3 separate regions of the Anser cygnoides genome follow, and regions 1 and 2 are each linked to region 3. A link is a contact called in public Hi-C data. All regions are on one chromosome and are shown on one strand. The core of a region is the stretch at or near the end of the contact, and the rest is flanking DNA. Distances in the headings are between cores, read along the strand shown. Region 1 overlaps TOMM20 (translocase of outer mitochondrial membrane 20). Region 2 overlaps TOMM20 (translocase of outer mitochondrial membrane 20). Region 3 has its middle 25 kb from the start of IRF2BP2.

Region 1 (3,711 bases), core at 1,103-3,602, 150 kb after region 3:
GGCTCCCTTCTCACCACCGCCGTGTTAGTCCCCCTCTCACCTTCATCTGGCCTACACGGGCCGTTCAAGGAGCACGCAGTTTTGTTTTCAGAACACGCAATGGGGTAGAGCTTGTTCCTTGCAAGACTGTTCAAGGAGGAATTACCAGAAGGAGAGAGGTGCTGGCAAATGTGAGGCACAGCGAGGGCTGTCTGTAGGAAAAATCCTGACCTAAAATTTATACAGCGTGCAAGTCAAAGCCAATTATTCTACTGAAAATGGGAAAACAAAGAGGACCGTGATACAAGAATGAGCTGTGCAGAGGATCTGGAAAATCCAGAAATTAGCTTCAATATGCCTGTTTTGCACAGCAGCTTTGGAAAGATCTGCCAAACGTAACAGTTTCATTTGACAGTCATCTTCTGGCTTAACTTCTGAGCTGGCCGGTGGCCATTTCGTATTGCACAATAAATGCCTGCAAAATTAATCATAAACTCCCTGCCTGGAACTCCCAGTGCTGCTCTCCTGAAGGGTACCTGCAGGCTCTCAGACGCGCTGCCAGCAGCTCCACGTCTGTTTTCATTAATGGCCCAGCCAGCCAGGACAAACCGTCACAAAAACAACCCATGAACTTTATTCTTCCACTCCTGCCTCTGCACTCTGCTGGCCAAGCCACCTACCTTTGCATATGCTTCATGGCACCCACATGACGGTGGTGGCACAGGCACGCATCTGAGCCTCACACTATGCAGCCTTCCTTGTCACAGTTAACACTTAGCTTGCGAGGAAAGTCATGCGATCAGGGCCAAAGAACCGAGAGCTGCCTTCTGAAGTAGATACCCCGATCCTCTTGGTGGAGTACATTTACAAGCACTGCCTCAGGAAGGGTGCAACAACATCCCGGTGCTGCAGTACTGCCCGAATGCCCCACTTCTGCCAGAGGGCTCCGGCTCCAGCAGCTTCAAACCTGCAGGGGCCTCCATGCGGAAGCCTCCAGGACCAGGGTGCAGACTTGCTGTGCAGTTTTTTCTGTGAATCTAATTGAATTGTTCATTTGGGAAACGAAAAAAAAAAAAAAGAAAGAATGAATTGCATTCCGGTTATTTTAATTAGTTCCTCCTATTTAGCGCTCCTTGCCAACAGACTAAATTGAATTGATCACACAAACGCCCATGCAAAATACAAAGAAACCAAGTAGGATTTAAACATCTCCAGAAGAGAGAAAGAATGTATTTTCCTAACATCCCCCAAACCTACTTAATAACAAAACACTAAGGAATAAAATAAATGTGATTAAAACCAGAGATAGCAAGCAGCACACATTTTATTGCTATGTTTTCACTTCTTATTTCTTTTTAACAAGGATAAAAATTAACTTGTGCAACCTCAGCCAGGAAGTGAGTGGATCTTTGAACTCTGCCATCTGGCTAGTGGAATCTGTATTTTCGCCGCCTCGGGTTACAGGTTAATCCTGCCAATTCTGATTATTTGTAGAGGTAGCTGGCCTCTCAGAAGCTTTTATAGTCCCTGTCATGGAGAAGGCTGCTGCTGAGCAAAACATATGCACAAATCGCTGGGGTTATTGTGGCAGGGACATTGAGGAGGGAGGAGAGGAAAAGAGAAAAACCACCACCATCAAAAAAAAAAAAAAAAAAAAAAGGACGCCAACAGTTCTGGCTAATCTAAAATTATCCTTTTCATTACAAGAGAAGACGTTGCAACATGCGCTAGCGCCTTTGCCTCACCCTGCAAGTCAGCACAGACAGGAAGGCTGCGCGCGCCCCGCTCGTGGTGGAAGCCGAGCTCGAGCATGCCCAGCAGCTGGGGAGCCCCACGTGATGACAACAGCATCCAGCTCCATCTGGTGATGTGCTCCGGCCCCCCCGGGCACTTTTCCATCTAGCCTTGCAAGCAGCTGGATCAATTTACTCTAGCCTACGGTGCACTGCACAGGCACAGACTGAAATTATTACTCATGGAAATCCCCTCTGTTTCAGCGCTTTGAACAAGGCATCAGGTAGCTTTCAAGCTCCTGACAATTAATGGCCTTTGGTGGAGGGAGAGCAGCGCAAACACGCTGGAAGCTATGGGTTTCAAAACAGCTTGCTTAGTTTCTAGTAAATTAAAGGGAGTGGGTGGTTGAGGCACACAGTAATATTATCCAGTGCAGTGTGGTCTTCATTGACGTCAGCCGGACATTTTTTTCTCTTTCTCTCTGTCTGCCTGAAAGAGGCACGGGGAGGTTAGCTTTGTGACAACAGCATGGCTCACACGGCCCGGAGAACCTCCAGGTTTCCATCAACAAGGCCGGAGCACAGATGCTACCGTACGGCAAATTAGCAATACGAAAATATATGCAAGTCATTTCAGACGAGGAAAAAAGCTGCTGGAAACAGAAATCATGAGGGCTTACTGTACGTATCTCTCTTCATGTTGCATGATTAACTGTTCTGACTAAGACAACGCTCTTCCTGTGGCTAAGAACACATCCTCCTCTCAGATTTTGCTTGAAATAGCATATTTGACCATGACCCCTCCCCACAACTACTGTGCCCGTCCCAGCGTAGTTTTGTGGTGTCTATGACTGTGTTTTCTTAGTGTCACAGATCTCGTTGTTTTTCTCTGAGGCCTCCGCACTGTAGGCTGGATTCATCGTACAATAGCTGCCAGCCTCGCATTGAAAGTATGCCAAGAAGTTCAGCAGAAAATTTTTCTGATGCTCGCAGCAAACTTCTGGAAATGTGATTTCTGTGTGTGAGCATGCGCAGGGATGCGCTTGCAATGTTTTCGTGCACCACTACTTGTATACTAAATAAAAGCTGGCTGGTCAGCAAATAAAAGGATGCACAACAGCGAAGAAAAGTGTTGCAGGTAGGAAAAGAGACCCACCCCAGGCCCCAGATACCATATTCCCAATGAAATACAACACTGCAGTGCCTACATTTTCTGTGTGGGGAAAAAAAAAAAAAAAAGAAAAAAAGAAACACAAAGAATATTCAGGCCAGAAATTTTTTAGGGTCACAAAAGACAAAGGGGACTTCTTTATAACAAAAATGTGTACTAAAGCTGCTCTGCCAGGTTCTGACTCAACACAGACACATGCATACTTGTCAAAGTGGAAGATTTTTCCAGTAATCTAGTGGACTGAATGAGCTCATCGTGACCCACTGAGCAAGTTTTCTTAATACTCATTTTGAGCAAGGGAACGGCTTTGACTGGTGTTTGCACTCACTTGACTTTTCCCCTCTTCCCAAACTTTTGTTCCTTTCATAAACCACCCTTTCCATCAGGCTTTTCTTACTAAAGAGCCATTTTTTCCTCAGTGGGGCCATGGAACCTAAGTAAATATCCTTGAACCATCAAAAACCAGCTGCATTAATGAAACAACACCGCAGGCACTGTTGAATTGCAGAATCACCAAGACAAGCAAGGGAAAAGAGGGTTGTCCAGGGAAGCTGAGGTGTGTGGTCATTCCCCACAACCCCACAAAGACAGACAGTAGGACACCATGCAGACGGATGAGGGGTACGTATGAAAGTGGAAGATCATGACTCACTGCAAACAAACTACATGGCCTTTGACTTTGGCACCTTCTTGTCCTTTCATGTCCCCAACTACTGATTTCCTTGTGGTCATCTGTGCAGCCTGGTGCCACTTTGCCTGCTCTTCTGAGGGGCTTTTTTGGATGCTTTCTTAAACTATGAAACTGAAATTTGAGGGTATGCACGCTGC
Region 2 (3,512 bases), core at 833-3,332, 190 kb after region 3:
ACTGCTGAGCCAACCAAACCCCCATAAATACCTAATGATATCTCTTCTGGCCCAGATTTCCTGCAAGTCGGTGCCTGAACTGCATACAGAATGACAATCAATATGAAAGGATCTCTCTTCTCAACAGAGGCAGAATTTAAGAGCCCAGCTGAGCATTATATTCCCGTTCATACAAAGGGATCCTTTCAGAAGTCTGTCACAATAACCTAAAGGTGGTGATCCAGCAAAAACACTACCAGGCCTCTCCTCACCCTCTCCTCACCGCCTCCCACCATTAACACGGAGAACTGGCTTCAACGAGCAGGCATCATTATTAATTACAGCATTGTTATGCAAACAAAGCGTGCCTAGAGATGCATCAGGTCTGCATTCACATGGGACAAGAGCAAAATCTTCTTCCTTTTTCTTCCACTTCTTCTGGCGTGGGTAACTCCACCGCCTCGTTTAATCAGCTTGGAAGGCGGCCCAGCCAAGCACCTGACCCAGTTATAGGTATGTGCACAGGGACAGCGAGCCCATTGTGAGAAAACAAGGCCTTAGCACATTTCTCTGGCCGCCTGCCAGCCTCAGCACATTGGGCAAGTGACTCTGCCCGGCCACCGCGGTTACATCAGTCACCACCACCTCCCTGGATGTCATGGCACAGGAAGCGGCTGCCAGGAGAGAGCGAGGCAGCCACCGGGTTTTGAAACTGGCTTTCCAAAAAAACATTACAACACCCTTGCTGATTTCCAGTGGGTTTGTTCAGTTCCTCCCTTCCCGTGGAGACCACACGGATGTTGAAAGGGCATTTCACCCTGCCATCGAAAGGCAGGCTTTTGGGGCCGTTTCCCAGTTTACAGCGAGGGCCAGAACCAAACTCACAAGCTGCTATTTAGGGGAAAGAAACACAGATACACTTTTATTTTTTTGCAGAGAGCAAGAGTCTGTGCTGCTCCTTCCCAGCACAACCGGGAGGCAGGGCTGGAAGGCTCCTTCCCAGTGACTACAAAGCCCCCGCTGACCTCTCCCCCCTGCCCTGCTCCCCGCAGGCAGCTCAGACCGGTGTTCCCTGCCTTCCTGAGGCACCGGGTCCCAGAGGCGCAGGCTGGGACTGACAGCACCAGGGATGCGTGCGCTGCCTCGGACAAGGCTGGCTGGAGCAGCGCCGCTGGCAGAGCCCACAGCCAAATTCCACCCTCGGCTATTGCCCAAATGTAAATTTAGGGCAACTCCCCTCCACAGCGGTGACCCGGGACTTGTCCTGTGGGAGGGAGCAGAGCAGAATTTGGACAAAGAGATGGTGCTTTAGGACAACCATTCAGGGCTCGGGTGTGAGCACAATCACCTTATAAGAGAGCAAAATTGGCAAATGAAAATATTGCTCCTGGCACGCGAGTACTTCCATATTGATTCAACACTTAAAAATGCACTGAAGTGCGGATGCCCTTTCTTCAAACCCTCCAGCAAATTCACTTTCTCTCTTGGCACTCTCTCTCTCTCCTCACTCCTCAGCTAGTTTACCCTGATGGCAACAACTCCTACCTACATCAGCTTCTCAACTGCTGGACCCCGCTGATCTCTGTGCTGCCTCCTCTCATTCCCTTTTCTGCTTCACCTCCTATTTAAAGTGCTTCTAGAGGAGGAGCTGAAAGTTCTCCCCTTCCAAAACAACTGCTCTGCAACATAATACACCACAGGCCTGATTATCCTAGCGAAAGTAGGGAGAAATCCTTGCTGAGGTCTTGGTCTGGGAGGGGACACACAGTCATGCCTCACGCTGCTCACCTGCCCCTGGCCCTGCCTGCCCTGGGACAGGAGCCCCTGCAGGACTGCAAGCTGGCCAAGTCGGGGTAGCTGTTCTCAAGTCAGAGGCTCCGCAACGATTATTTGGCTTCAACATATCATATGACTTTGTTCTTCGAGTTACATTTTAACTGAGAAAGTTTAACAAGTATGACTTATGGGCTTCTAAAATTGGCAGCAGAAAAATGAGCTGAGGAAGTCATGGAAAAAAACCACAAGCGAAGCCATTCCATGTTATGCACAATTTCTGGGCTCTTTTTCCAATCTTCTGTTTTTTTGGACGGTGGAAAATATTTTCCAGCTACACAGGCCTGGCCTCACTGAGTACGTATTTATGCCAAGTTTATAAAAAGCAGCTGCAGACAGGGTTGAATGAAAGGATTACACTGCTGTCTGTCTTCCAGAAGGTGCTTCAGTTCACACCCTGTCCCACAGAGTGAGGCTCGTTTCTCAAATCTCCACGAATTTACGTAAAGAGGGACAAAATTTGAGCCTTGCAATAAGAACAAGTATGGCTGTGCATGTGAACGGGCATGGGTGTATGCATATCTACCTACCGAGCTAGCAGTGGTTCCTAGCTGCTGCTGTTTTGGGCTTTCAGTGCTAGAAGTTTACCACTGTTCCTCAGACCTCTTTGCACCCTGCAGCCCAGTCCATCTTCCATGAATACAGTGATGGGGAGAGGGCTTCCAGGCTCAGGACCCTGGTTTCGGTGTACAGCTGCCGCCTGCTTCACGTATACCTGCTCTCAAGCTGCTCCCGCTGAAATTCAGGCTTCACCAACCTCACGTACACCGAGGCTGCCAGGTTTTGAGTCCAAGAGGGATCACTGTAATCATGCAGCCTGACCTCCTCCACAGCACACTGCCACAGAATTTCAATCTGGAGCCTGCACAGCGGAGGCATAACCTTAATTTTCAGCCGTGTCTTGTCAGAGCCTTGGCCTGATACACCAGTCAGCAGAGGAGAGTTACAAATAATTCTTCACTCTCCTAAGCAGAATAGCTCCAGGGGAGGGGGGGAGGGCTGCAGGGAGGACACAAACTGAAAGTAAATGGAAATAAAAAAGGTAAGGTAGGTGGTAAACTGCAGATCGTATATTACAGATCCGTACCCTGCTGTTTTTGCAGTCAAGTATCTTAGAATAACAGCACTGAGAACGACAGCGTTACATCAGGAATATCGGTCAAGACAATATTTCCTGGCAATTGTTTGAGAAATGCTTTTCTCACAGCTAATTGCTCCCAAGAGGCTGTGTTTTCTCTGCTTTTAGAAGGCGAGCGATTAAGAAAGAAGGTTTTTAAACCTCTGCACCCTGCTGTGGGACAAAGAACTAAGGGGGGAAAAAAAAAAGGCAAAAAGAAAGAAAAGAGAGAGGCACAACAGCTGTAATGTTCTATGAAATGATTTTGTTCTGTTCTCTTGCCGGGGTGGTGGGTGCAATCATCAGTTTGGCAGAGATAAATACAGCAAAAAGCAAGAATGTTACAGGGACGGGGAGCCCCAGCTCGCAGAGTACCACATTGCCATCTAGCGGCACAGGCTCTGGCCGGCCCGAGCACCTGGGGCTCTGCAGGCTTCCACAGCTCTGCCCCCGTGCCTGTGTGCGCAGCAGGCACCTATGTGAAAACGGGGCCGAGTTTCCTTTCAGCGCTTTACAGCCGAGCTGGACAACTGCAAAACTGCTCGGTCTATAAACGGTAGGTGTAGGGAGGCGAGGCGAAAAG
Region 3 (3,757 bases), core at 1,171-3,670:
TCTCAGAAAATCTTCACTAAACATCTGTGAGCTTTGAATCACCCCATTGTTGTCAGGATTTCAGATGGAAATTGTTCTGGATGTGAGAGAATGGTAGGTCACTAATGGCTTATTTCTTATTAAATGCTTTGGGTTTAGGGACTTTGGGCATACGTAGGTATTTTTCTCCTTGCAGATTCACATGAAGCAAAATACTAGATAATGAAAAAGTCAGAGAGCAGCTTGTCTTTTGTTAGACTAGTAAAGAACCAGGTTACTGCTGTGTTAAGACAATATGTGAAAATATGTGAAAAGTGTTTTTGACCCCCTAGAGCAGAACAGCCCTGTTACTGATCGTGATGAGCAGCCCATGAGATGTGACTGCTGGGGCCAAAGAGGAAGGCGCAAGGTGTGGTTTGGCCCTGGAGAGAGACTCAGCACATCTGGCTTAACCTCCCAGCTCTGCTGCTGACATCCTATCGTTTTATCTCTCTTGCTTTAGTATAGCAATTCAACAGCACCAAAACTAATTGGTTGTGCTTTTAGGGTTAGATAATCTGCTGAATGGCCCTTAAATTCTCCAGTCTGAAGCAGCAAGCATAACGTGCCTCTGCTGCAGTTGTCAGCCCGGAGAGAGCAGCTTCATGCTGCAGGGAGCTGCAAGGAGGATACAGAGGGTGCATCCACTGAATGCCACCTCCATCACCTCTGTGAGCGAAGCTTCACAGGTTATCTCCAACGTTTCCCTGGAGGGGAAAAGAAATAATCGCAGCTTTCCTAATTCAGTCCCTGCTTGGTGGGCTTCCTGCTGCCTGGAGCCACCCGATGGTGTCCATGCTCACCTAACCTGCTGTGAGTTCAGCCTTCCCTCACTTCATTTCCTCAGCTGCTAAATGATACTGAAGTCACAGCTGGGATTCACACCACAGCGGACTGCTGCACCAAAACGAGAACCTCCATGAGAACGCCTCTCAAAATAATGAGAGGTGTGAAGCAAAACTGGTGCCCATGTAGTGCTGGCCACCTGGACTCACTTGGTGTTTTGAGATGGCAGCTAGCTGTTTATAGCAGCTGCCTACATGAGCAGTGTTGTTCTTTATTTTACAACCTCACTCTGAGTTTCCTCGAGTACCCTGCTGACATGGGGCGAATTTGGGGAGTAGTCTTTCCTCCCTTTTCCCAGAGCAGCAAACATCTGGGACTACTGAGATACCGTCATCTTGTGGCATTGGCTGGCTTTATTCTTTAATGAGTTTTTCTGTAACGACTTCATGATGTTTCTCCAGGGAGGACAACTGTCTCATCTGAAACCTCGTCTCACATGCTCCTTTATAGAAGGATGTTTTATGCTAAGGCTCTTGAAAGAATTTCCTTTTGTGCTCTGTCCCCACCTTTCCCTGTTTAATTCCTCCCAAATGTCTCTCTGATGCTTAACCTGCGGGTCGCCCTGTTCACCAAAAACAAAGCAAAATGCTGTTTTGAATAAGCTTGGGATACATGGATGTCATTTCTGAACATTAGCAGGCCACATGATACTACCAACTTTATTTGATCCCATTTGCTGGAACAGCCTGAATTTCTCAGGGGCAGGTTTTTCCTCCTGGTTCATTATTGTTCAAACCCATCAAGCGAATGGCTGTGGAGCGGAAGCTTGAATGGGCTTGTTTAATGAGCAGGCGAAGTCATTCATCTGCAGCCTCACGGTGCTGCAGCAAGGCTACATCTCCCCCCTCCTGGTTTTCCTTAAAGAGTTTTCCTGGTTTTCCTCCCCTCCTCGTGGCATGACACAGCCAGCAAAGCAGCTGCGGCCGGCGTGTGTGCAACGCTGTCGTTTAGCATTGCTTGGGATATACCAGCCTCCTTTTCAGCCTGCTCCCTGCCCGAGCTCTGCCCACACCTTCATGGTTATTGCTGGGACTGCTGGGGCAGCTGTTGTGCTAAACCGTGGCAGGGAAATGGCCCTGTTGGTGCTGCCACGGAGGGCGCAGACACACCGTGACCCCCAGCACCTGCTGGGTTTGGAAAGCCAGCCCTGCACCCACAGCACGGGCATGCCCCCGGCAGCGTGGGCTGCATGGAGCTGGTTTACTCCCCTGACTTGCCCCACAGCTGGATCCAGGATCAGGCCTGCAGCTGGCGTGAACCGGCCCATGGAAATTCGGTGGAGCCCTGCCAGGCAGCAGCAGCTGAAGCGCTGGCACCAGAAGCTATTTTTTATGCATAAAACTAGCTATTTTTGCATGACCTTTGGTTTCACAGCAGCACCAGAAAAGCGTGCAGGCTGCCTTTCCCTTGCGAAAGCGCGAATGGAAGATTTTTTTTTTTTTTTTTGCTGGACGCTTGCTTCAAAGACGCATTCAGGGCAGATAAGTGATAGCATCTGTCAGGGTGCCATTTTTGCACTGCGCAGCCAGCGTGGGAGCACTCCCTGTCCCCCTGCTCCCTGCCTGCTAAAAACAACTGAAACTAATTACATACCAGGAATACCAGCGTCCCCGCAAAGCCTCTGCCGCACAGCGGCTCTCCCTCGCTCCCTTTTTTCCCTTCCGCCTGATTCACCAGGGCTTTGGCCGCGCTCCAGGATTTGGGAGGGTGGGGGAGAGGCAAGGGGGGGGGCTTGGGAGGGCAGCGGCTTTTTGAGCTCACCGACAGCCTCCCCTCGCTGCGGTCCTGTGCGCTCATTTCCACTTCACAGATGCTGCTGAGCTCTGCCATGGGGAGACAAATCCCAGAAGTGGAAGGGAGCGTGGCGGGGAGGGAGAGGATGAAAGCAGTGAAGAGCTGCATTTATTAAGCTGTTTTTCTTTCAGTGAAAAGAAGCATTTATCAGTGATTTCATATAACATGTGAGACGTGGCTTCCTGCCAGTTTTCTAAGGATGCAAACAACCCGCTGACATCATATGCTAAATATAGGAGAGTTCCTGCTTTAGGTGAATAAATAATGCAGATGCAAAAGCCCAGGTCTTCAGTTACACGTTCATTAGGATCGGTCTGTCAGGTTCAGACAATCGAGAGAATAGCATCCAGCTTCAGCACCGAGTGATAGGTGAAGAATGCAAAACAACTGCAGACAATAGGTGATTAAGCAGATTTCCTTGTTCTCTGCTTTTTCTTACAGCTGCTGCGTTTCATGTCTGCAGCAACCCATGCTGCAGCTTTTCCAGCACAAGCTCTGCCGTGTCCCTCCCTTTTCCTTAAAGCCAAGCCTTAACGACAAGCATGGGTGGGGAGAAGCTGAACAATGAACGCAGCCAAAATGTGGAAACTTCCCCAGGCGCTTAGCGGGGGAAAAAAAACAGGAGAAAGAAAAGGAAGAAGAAAAAAAAAAAGAAGAAAAAAAAAAGCTCTGATCAGGCTATGCAAGCAGTAAAACTGCAGCAGCTCTGTATGAAGCAGAAGTTTTCCATGTCCTGTCAGAGAGAGGTTTTAATTAGGGTTTCCCAACGCTTAACACTCTTGATCCCTCTAGTATTTTTGTACGAGGCACCCATTTTAACAACTGGACGAGGAAACCTGTGGCAGGCTCCGTGGCGCATTATTTTAAGCTCTCAGAAAGTGCCCGGAGAAGGATTAGGGTTCATAATAAAATCTAATCAATACTTTTAGCCTTGCCTTCCTCCAGATCAAAGGCAGAGGGCAGGAGAAAGAGTCCAGAGCCATTCTCACTGGGTGGAAGGGAGACACGAGGGCAGGAAACAAGAAGACAATGCGCCATAAAAGCTGCCGCAAGGTGTTGGATCAATGACAACATCTGCATGAATCCTTCCCCTCGCAGC

What was found. Hi-C and Micro-C count contacts between places; a contact is called where the count stands out from the background.
Region 1: a Hi-C map of liver shows a contact between it and region 3, with 3 times the contacts expected there. The contact joins two enhancer-like sites. A contact is called at or near these places in 2 of 7 Hi-C or Micro-C datasets (granulosa cells and liver).
Region 2: a contact with region 3 is called in a Hi-C map of liver, with 1.9 times the contacts expected there. The contact joins two enhancer-like sites. A contact is called at or near these places in 4 of 7 Hi-C or Micro-C datasets (fetal liver and liver).

What each region holds. Positions count from the first base shown.
Region 1 is chr3:42,470,107-42,473,817 of Taihu_goose_T2T_genome, reverse strand. All of the region lies in intron 5 of TOMM20 (translocase of outer mitochondrial membrane 20), which reads right to left. Among named protein-coding and RNA genes, the nearest start is that of TOMM20, 55 kb to the right of the region's middle. Within about 2 kb of position 2,352, at least 1 of the 3 cell types and tissues checked has open chromatin away from gene starts, as enhancers often do. A contact at or near this core is called in liver, where this site is marked.
Region 2 is chr3:42,432,336-42,435,847 of Taihu_goose_T2T_genome, reverse strand. The region is part of intron 5 of TOMM20 (translocase of outer mitochondrial membrane 20); the gene reads right to left. Among named protein-coding and RNA genes, the nearest start is that of TOMM20, 17 kb to the right of the region's middle. Within about 2 kb of position 2,082, at least 1 of the 3 cell types and tissues checked has open chromatin away from gene starts, as enhancers often do. A contact at or near this core is called in liver, where this site is marked.
Region 3 is chr3:42,618,539-42,622,295 of Taihu_goose_T2T_genome, reverse strand. No RefSeq gene overlaps it. Among named protein-coding and RNA genes, the nearest start is that of IRF2BP2, 25 kb to the right of the region's middle. Within about 2 kb of position 2,420, at least 3 of the 3 cell types and tissues checked have open chromatin away from gene starts, as enhancers often do. A contact at or near this core is called in liver, where this site is marked.